Linked DNA regions of Mus musculus: region 1 is linked to region 2. Evidence: chromatin contacts called from public promoter capture Hi-C data. All regions are on one chromosome and are shown on one strand. The core of a region is the stretch at or near the end of the contact, and the rest is flanking DNA. Distances in the headings are between cores, read along the strand shown.

Region 1 (4,036 bases), core at 716-3,215, 2.7 Mb after region 2:
TATGTGCTTCAAATACCAAGAACACACTGCCCAACTGAGGCTACACTTGAAGATATCAGACACAATGATTTTGCCAATCGAAGAAACTTTCAACCAGCATTACACACGAACCCAAGATTCCGAGCCTATGCCTTAATAAAAACTCAATGAACTGGGAAGCGAGTCTTTTAAGAAGTACGCCAAACCATTTTAACAAAAATAAATAAATAAATAAATAAATAAATAAATAAAACAAAAATGTGGTGCAGGCACCACACAGCATACAGAGCACACAATTTGTACTTCTTTTCCTTCTCCTGGAATCCAGCGTTGGTTCACTCTACTTCCCCCAAGCAAACTTTATTAGTGCACCCTGACACTGAACTTTCCTATCAGGCCACCTCTTCATTCCAAGGGGTGTGTGTGTGTGTGTGTGTGTGTGTGTGTGTGTCCGTCCTTCACAGACACGTAACTTCATTTCTATACACAGAAGATATTTACACCTTTTGTATTGAACAAGGTCTTGTCCATCACCACGTGAGAAATGCAGAATAACAAGTTGTATCAGTTACCACATCCACTGAATTCCTATCACATTTTTAACAAGAACCCAACCCCCAGGGACTCAGGTTTGATCAACGCTCTCTATCCCACTGCAGCTGCCCTTTCCATTCTATTTCGGACACCAAGGAAGTCCTGGAAATAGAACTGAACCAAAGACGCATAACGGAAAAGTGAGTTTCTTTCCCACTGTATTCCAAGAGTTCTTTTCCAATAGTGCATCCTGTGCCACAGCACACTAATAAGAGGTGGTTTGTGGACTACACTGTGATGGACTACGCGTACAAAAGCCCTAGCATTTCAGCACAATCCACCTCAGGCAGTTTAGCATGTAACCTGCATAGTAAAGTTTCAGTCCAGTTCAGAATTGAGAAATGGGGACTCTGCAGAAAGTGATGGGGGGGGGGGGGTGGAAGTTGAAGGGTTATAAAAGATGTAACCTTCAAAAGCTGTTACCATTCTCAAGCGCTGAATTGGTTAGTAAGTCGTCCTGAAACTATTAGTAACTAGGAGTGACCAAACTCTAGGTCGCATATCTGCACAGAATGTATTGGAAGAACAGTACATTTCCAGGAAAACAGAGGGGGCAGGGGGAACTCTCCCAAGTCGTTCTCCTCGGGTCCTGCCAGGCCTCGAACTGACAGATGCCGGCGTGACTAACTTAAGTAGCACTAAGGCAAATTAAGGCAGGAGAGGGTTTCTCTCCTCCGAGGCTGCTCGGCTCCGGGCTCCAGCCGCCTGACTTCCGGCCTGGGAAGGAAACGTGCAGCCCAGGGCTGAAAGAAACAGGGAACCGGCCAAAGAGGAAGTAGAGCTGGCTGAGCAGCTCGGCAATGCCCGGTAGCTGCTTCCCGAGCTCGTCCGGGAGCGAGGACCGAACGGGGACGGGGACTGGGACGAGCGGGCTGAGAGAGGCTGCCTCGCCCGTGTGCGCGCTCGCCCTTCCGCCCGCTCGCCCGCCGGCCCGCAGCGGACCGAGCCCCAGCCCGCCTCCCTTCCCAGCCCGCGCGCAAGCCGCGGCCGGCGGCTCGGGCCTTCCCTGGCGGCGGGACGGGGCCCAGCGAGGCTGAGGGGAGGCCGGGGAGGGAGCGACGGCTGTGCAGCTGCCCGGGGAGGCTGACGGGGGAGGCGAGGCGCTTTTTCACCGTTAGCATCGTTATGTTATTTTTTTACCTGTAGCGCAGCAGGGCTCCCCAGCTCCTATTCCCTGAATCCTCCTCCCCTCCTTTCTCTCTCTCTCTCTCTCTGTCAGTCTCTCTGTCTCTCTCCTCTCTTTATCTCGCTCTCTCGCTCTCTCTCTCTCTCTCCCCGTCAGTCTGCCGGGCTCTCGTGGAACACGCCGGGCCTGGCCCGACCAGCAAGAGAATGGGGCGGGAGGTGGCGGCGGTGACCAGCGGCCACGTGACCACGCTCCCTCCGTAACGGCGTCCGCCTCCTGCTGCGCGCCCTCCCGGCGCTCCACCTCTAGTAACCCCGCGCGCCCGGGGACCCGTGCGCAGGCGCGCGCCCGGGCCTGGGACGAGCCAGCGGGTGAGCCGCGGGTGACCCGCGCTCTGGGAGCCTGGTGTCTTGGGGGATAGGTCGGGGTGAAGAGGGAAAAGGGGACGCCCGAGACCAATGGAGCTGCCTGGGCCATGCCGATGCGCATGCGCGCGGGGCCTCCCTACAGTGGGAGCCGGCCTTCTGCCACAACCCGAGGTCCCCCACTTGCCACCAGCTTCCCAGGGTGGGACTGGCATCGAGGAGATAAGTCAGGCCTGGGAACGTCCTAAGAATCTGGCACTCCTGCCTCGGATCGCACAATTTCCTTGTCTCCTGTAAATGGCCTTCCCTTCATCCTTGGTCTACAGCTGTACAGACTGATGACAGATAGGTCGTGCCACCCAATTTTGTAGGGACTCACTACCTCTTTGTGAAGACCTTCTTTGTATGAATCCAGAGAGGTGCTGTTTTTTGTTTTGTTTTTTTAGCAACCCCACACCTGTAAAAACACACAGGTTTTATCTTCTCAGACCTCGAATCTAGACTAATGACTAGTCATTAGATAGTTAATCTAATGAATGACAATTTTGGCAAATGACTAGACCCTGGTTTTACCGCCCTATGCCCCTGCTTAATCCTGACTTAAAGTTGCATTTAACCTCCAGCAATGGGAGGCTGGTATTTTCTTCTTCAATAAGAAAGTGGTAAATAGCTCATCTGAGTTGGAGAGAGAGAAAGAGAGATCTCTTATTAATCTGTCTTTACAAATAGCGCAAAAAAAAAAAAAATCAGTTGTTATGTTCAGATTATGGAAACCAAAACAGAGGTCAGAAAGTTAGCTAGCTTCCAAGGAAGGCATACCACACTTAACACAGTGATTCTCTTTTTTCTAATGCCCTTCTCACTGTAGCAGAAATTGAACAGGTTGAATAGAGTAAGCTATTAAAAGTTCTGGCTAAACTCATGATTACATTAGTCTCATGAACAGAATCCTAAGAAATAGGAAGATGCATCATGCTGTATTTGGATATTGCTCTCCCAGCTAGCAATACAGCAGTCAGCCACATGACTGGTATTCTACAATGTATAGTGGACTTTGTTCTCCGGCACCGAAATATCTCACCGCAGACCCTCATCTCCTTCCTGAAGTACTGACTATGCTGGTGTTACTGGGACTGTAGAGGTCCTTCAGTGTGGTCACCAAATGACAGGAGAAATCTCTATCCCCTCTTGGGACGCTTAGTCTCATAAATAGCATAATTTAAGAAGGGACCGAAGGGCAATTTCATTAGAGATGAAAAGAACATCTCTGAAGACTATAAAGCTCAGCTGCTTCTCAGAGATGGATAAAAGAAGACAGAAAGCAGCCATACCATTTGTGGTGATTAAATAAAAATCGCCCCCGTAGGCTCATGTGTTCGAATGGTTAGTCACCAGAGAGTAGAGTGATAGAAGGATTTGAAGGTGTGGCCTTGTCAAAGGAAGTGAGCTTTTGAAACCTCAAAAGCTCATAGTGGGCCCAGTCTCTCAGCCTACAGATCAGGAGTAGTTTTCAGCTGCTTCTCCAGCACCATGTCTACCTGCATGTCTCCAGGTTCCTCACCATGATGATAATGGACTAAACTGACACTGTAAGCAAGCTGCCAATTATTATTTTCTTTTCAAAGAGTTGACGTGGTCATGGTGCCTCCTAAGACACCATTGAAGCTGGCACAGAGGGTAGCTACACGGCCAACCACCAACTGCATGGTATGGAAGGAGACTTTACAGAAAGAAAGAAAGAAAGAAAGAAAGAAAGAAAGAAAGAAAGAAAGAAAGAAGGGAGGGAGGGAGGGAGGGAGGGAGGGAGGGAGGGAGGGAGGGAGGGAGGGAGGGAGGGAGGGAGGGAGGGAGGGAGAGAGAGAGAGAGAGAGAGAGAGAGAGAGAGAGAGAGAGAGAGAGAGAGGTAGAAAGAAAGAAAGAAAGAAAGAAAACCCAGAGTGTTAAGGAAAACAAGATTAGGAAGAGACAGAAA
Region 2 (3,863 bases), core at 439-2,938:
GGACCCCAATACATCTTCACTTTAAAAAAAGGTCTAATTTTATTGTTGACCCACCTTGCCCTGTACCTGGGAGATCAAAAGCTGCATAGAGTGGAAGGTATGTGTGTAACCCAGGACAGCATGGTCCAGGATGCTCGGGTGTCAGTAAAAGGATCCTCTCCCATAGGCGAGCCACTGGAATGGAGGACCCTGCTGGCCTATTTGCCCTAGGCTTCCCCTGTGTCTATATTAGTCTGTGCCCAGCTGCTGCCTTAATCCTAGGATGAGCGCAAGATGATCTGGGCGAGCAAGAGTGAATGGAAGTTCAATGCCTACTCACATCTCAGAAACCAAGCAACACTTCCCCCTGGGTTCTCTTAGAAGTCAGAAAATATCTGAGCAGGAAGGGACATTAAGAATCAAGTCGGGTAGCTTCCTCATGTTTGAAACAAGAAAGTAGAGGCCAGGCCTGGAGCAATACAGGTCAAGCATAAAACAGCAAGTCCAAACTGCTCCCCAGGGCTGCTCCTCCTCCTTCAGGCCTTTGTTCCTCCTGAGACTTGGTGTGCCCCCACCCAGCCTTTGCGCGCATTGCTGGAGAAATGCTATGAAGGGAACCGAAGTTCAGGAAGGAAACTTGGATTTAGCGGCATCTTCCTCTCTAGGAATAGAGAGAGATAAGGAGAAAGGCTACTTGCATTCATTTCTGGGGGCAACACAATCTGGACAAGAGGGGACCCTGTAGACTAACTTGAGCCCAGTGGCTATAAACTGTGCTTAAGCTTCCAGTATCTGCAGCTTGGAGATGACTTCTTGCTGGGGCCATCTTTAAATATGCCGTTCTCACTGAACTTGTTGGGATTGGGCTATATGCACAGGCAGATGATGTCCGATACCCCGCAAGACCGATCGCTGCCAGGGCCCCTTCTCCTTCTCCACAGCATCCATACCACCACTCTTCCAGAAACTTCTCTCAGTATGGCACCCATTCTGCCTTTGCACATTTGCAGAGACTGCCATGAAGAAAATGTTATGTAGTTTCATTCTGGGGGTTCCATTCCTTCCACATCCTCCTGATTACAGGGTCTAAGTTGTCACCTCAAAAAGCCAAGAGTATCTGGACCTGGTGTTAGCTGCTTTTAATCCCAGCAATGAAGAGGCAGAGGCAGGAGGAGGATCGCTGTGAGTTCAAGACCAGCCTGGTCTACATAGTGCGATCCAGGCCAGCCAGAGTTACATGGTAAAACACTGATTCAAATTAATTAATTAATTAATTAATTAATTAATTAATTAATTAAAAAAGACAAGAGGCCTTTGCTGCCCAGAAGCCTCCTGCTAGCATGCTGGACGCACAGCTTGTGGCTGACCTTGGGCTTCCCTATTCTTGTCCTAACCTTCCACAGCCTGCTCAGACCCCACCCTTTCCCAGGCAGGAGCCCCAGCCCCCACACAAGGCTTACCCAGTGACAATCTCGAAGGGCGGAAGATCGATCAGCTCTTTCAGCTTCTCAGGGTCTTCCAGGTTCTCCAAATCATCTCCATTCTGAGAGGCTGGCGCCGCAGCCTCAGCGGCCTCTTCCTTCTGAGCCATGGAGGAACTGTGGCCGAAATGTGGAGAGGTTGTCAAGCCAGCCAAGGGCCTGGCGGCAGAGTCCCAAGCAGCTGTCAGCAGCTAAGCCTGGCTGGGGATGACAGAGAGAGGACCGGATTTGGTGCTCCCCACAACTCAGCTGCAGGCTTTATAAGCAGGCCCTCCCGCCCCACCCTTGGAGCTCTCTCACTCATCTTTTTTTAATTGGATGACTGACAGGGTGACAGGGTGGGGGAATGGAAACTCTGGCCATGTGTATTCCCCCTATTTATCAGCAGGCAGACAGGAAGCTGGCAGGTGGGGAGGGCTGGGCCAATTCTACCCCGTCTCTCCTCTCTCGTTTACCCAGACTCGACTGAGTTTTAGGGGAGAAGGCCTCTCATTGTTTTAAACAGATAAGGCCTGTGATGAAGGAGGGACTTGTAGTGACCCCCCTCCCCCGCCCACGTTGGGGGGAACTCGGGTTTAGGAAAAGAGGGTCTTTGTGGGACATGAGTTAGAAACCAATGATTTGAGAGGAGAATGTCTGTTGCTACTCAGGGTCTGCATGTTATGTTCGTTGTGAGCCCGAGTGGGTAGGTGGATGGATGCGCGTTTGCGCATGCGCACGAGCATATGCTCGCCCGTGAGTGCATCGGCCAGAAGACCTGATCAGGTGCCTTCCTCTGTCAATCTCCACCTATTTCTTTGAGGCAGGCCATCTCCTTAAACCTAATGCTTCACACTCCGAGTTAGGCTTGAAGGCAGTAAACCCCCGGCCATCCTCAGGCCTCTGCCCTGCTCAGAGTCTTCGTCCCCTTCATCAGTCCTGTGCCTGCCTGAGGGCGCATGCTGAGCAGATGCTCTGTTGGCAACGGTTCCAGGCACTGAGGTGCAGAACAGACCAAAGGAAGAAGCAAAGAAAAGCCCTGCTCTCCCGGAGCTTGCAGGGGTCAGCTGCTATATCCGCTAAGTAAAATAACTTCATGTGTTTTGGTAAGTGCTGGGGAGAACTGGCAAGGAAGCATCTGAAAAAGACAAAGAGTGAGATTACATTTTGAAAAGATGTTTACTTTTTCTTTATTTCCTTGTTTGTTCTTGAGAAAGAGTCTCTCTGTCTTGACCAGCCTGGCCTTGAACCCACAAAGGCATGTGCCACTACACCTGATCCTTATTTTTTATTTTTAGTTATCTGCTGTTAAGTCTCTGGGTGCATATATGCATATAAGTGCAGATGCCTGCAGAGGCCAGAAGAGGGCGTCAGATACCTTGGAGGTGGAATGCAGGAAGCTATGAGCTGCCCCATGTGGGTACTGTATTCCAGTCGTCTGCAAGAGCAATGTGTGCTCGTAACTTCTGGGCCATCTATCTCTTTAGCCCCAAGATTACATTTTGATAAGGAAGGACTTTGGAAAGAAACGGATCAGTCCAAAGGAGACAAAGGAAACATTCATCTGACTATCTAAAAGGAAAGTTCTCCGAGCAGACGTGGAGGGGGTGGGGGAAGAGGTAGGGGAAGGTGTGTACAGGAGAATTCTTAGGGGTGGGGACAGAGGCCCTGAGATTTACTGCTGTGCTCCAGGAAGCAGCAGGGACAGCTGAGTGATTGGATAGTCTTTGGAAGGGAAGCCAGAAGGAGAACAAGCTATGCAGATATGCTGGGATATATGTCTCACTTCTGGTTCAGTGTAGTGAGGCAGAGTGAAATCCCAGCATCTGAGAAGAGGCAGAAAAACCAGGAGTTCAAGGCCAGCATTAACTATATACTGAGGATGAGGCTATTCTGGGCTATAAGAGACCCTTCTACAAGCTATACTATACTATACTATACTATACTATACTATACTATACTATACTATACTGGGGAACCCATTAGAAGACGAGTCAAGCCAGCTCGAGAAGAAGTTGAAGTAGGATGACATTGTAGGGCAGTGGGCAGTTTGTAGCTCACGTGATGAATACTTAGCAGGCCCCCCTCCACGTTTCTATACTTGGTGGTACGAGTGCTCTAGACTCTCCAGGGAAATGGAAAAGTAGCCAAGACCACCTGCTGGCTGCAATGTTAAATCTCGGTTGCAGGTAGAAAGGCTTGGCACTTAACTTAGTAGAGTACTTGCTTAGCATGCCAAAGCCCTGAGTTCAATTCCCAGCCCTGAATAAACCAGAGATAAATAAATCCCACACTGGGGAGGTAGAGGCAGGAGGACCAGAAGTTCAAGGTCATCTTTGGCTCTGTAACAAGTTTAAAGCTAGCCTGACCAAATGAGGCTCTGTCTTTTTTTTTTTTTTTAAGGTATTCTTGAGATGTGGTCTG

Evidence for each region. Promoter capture Hi-C pulls out the DNA fragments that hold promoters and counts their contacts.
Region 1: a promoter capture Hi-C map of liver shows a contact between it and region 2, with 2.3 times the contacts expected there. The contact joins the promoter of Tbc1d5 here to the promoter of Apobec2 in region 2. A contact is called at or near these places in 2 of 39 promoter capture datasets (the 3T3-L1 cell line and liver).

The regions. Positions count from the first base shown.
Region 1 is chr17:51,177,387-51,181,422 of GRCm38.p6, forward strand. It overlaps Tbc1d5 (TBC1 domain family, member 5), which reads right to left and starts at 1,966. Exons shown (of 22, transcript NM_028162.4): 1 at 1,714-1,966.
Region 2 is chr17:48,431,040-48,434,902 of GRCm38.p6, forward strand. Apobec2 (apolipoprotein B mRNA editing enzyme, catalytic polypeptide 2) reads right to left here and starts at 1,689. Exons shown (of 3, transcript NM_009694.3): 1 at 1,440-1,689. The coding sequence starts at 1,570.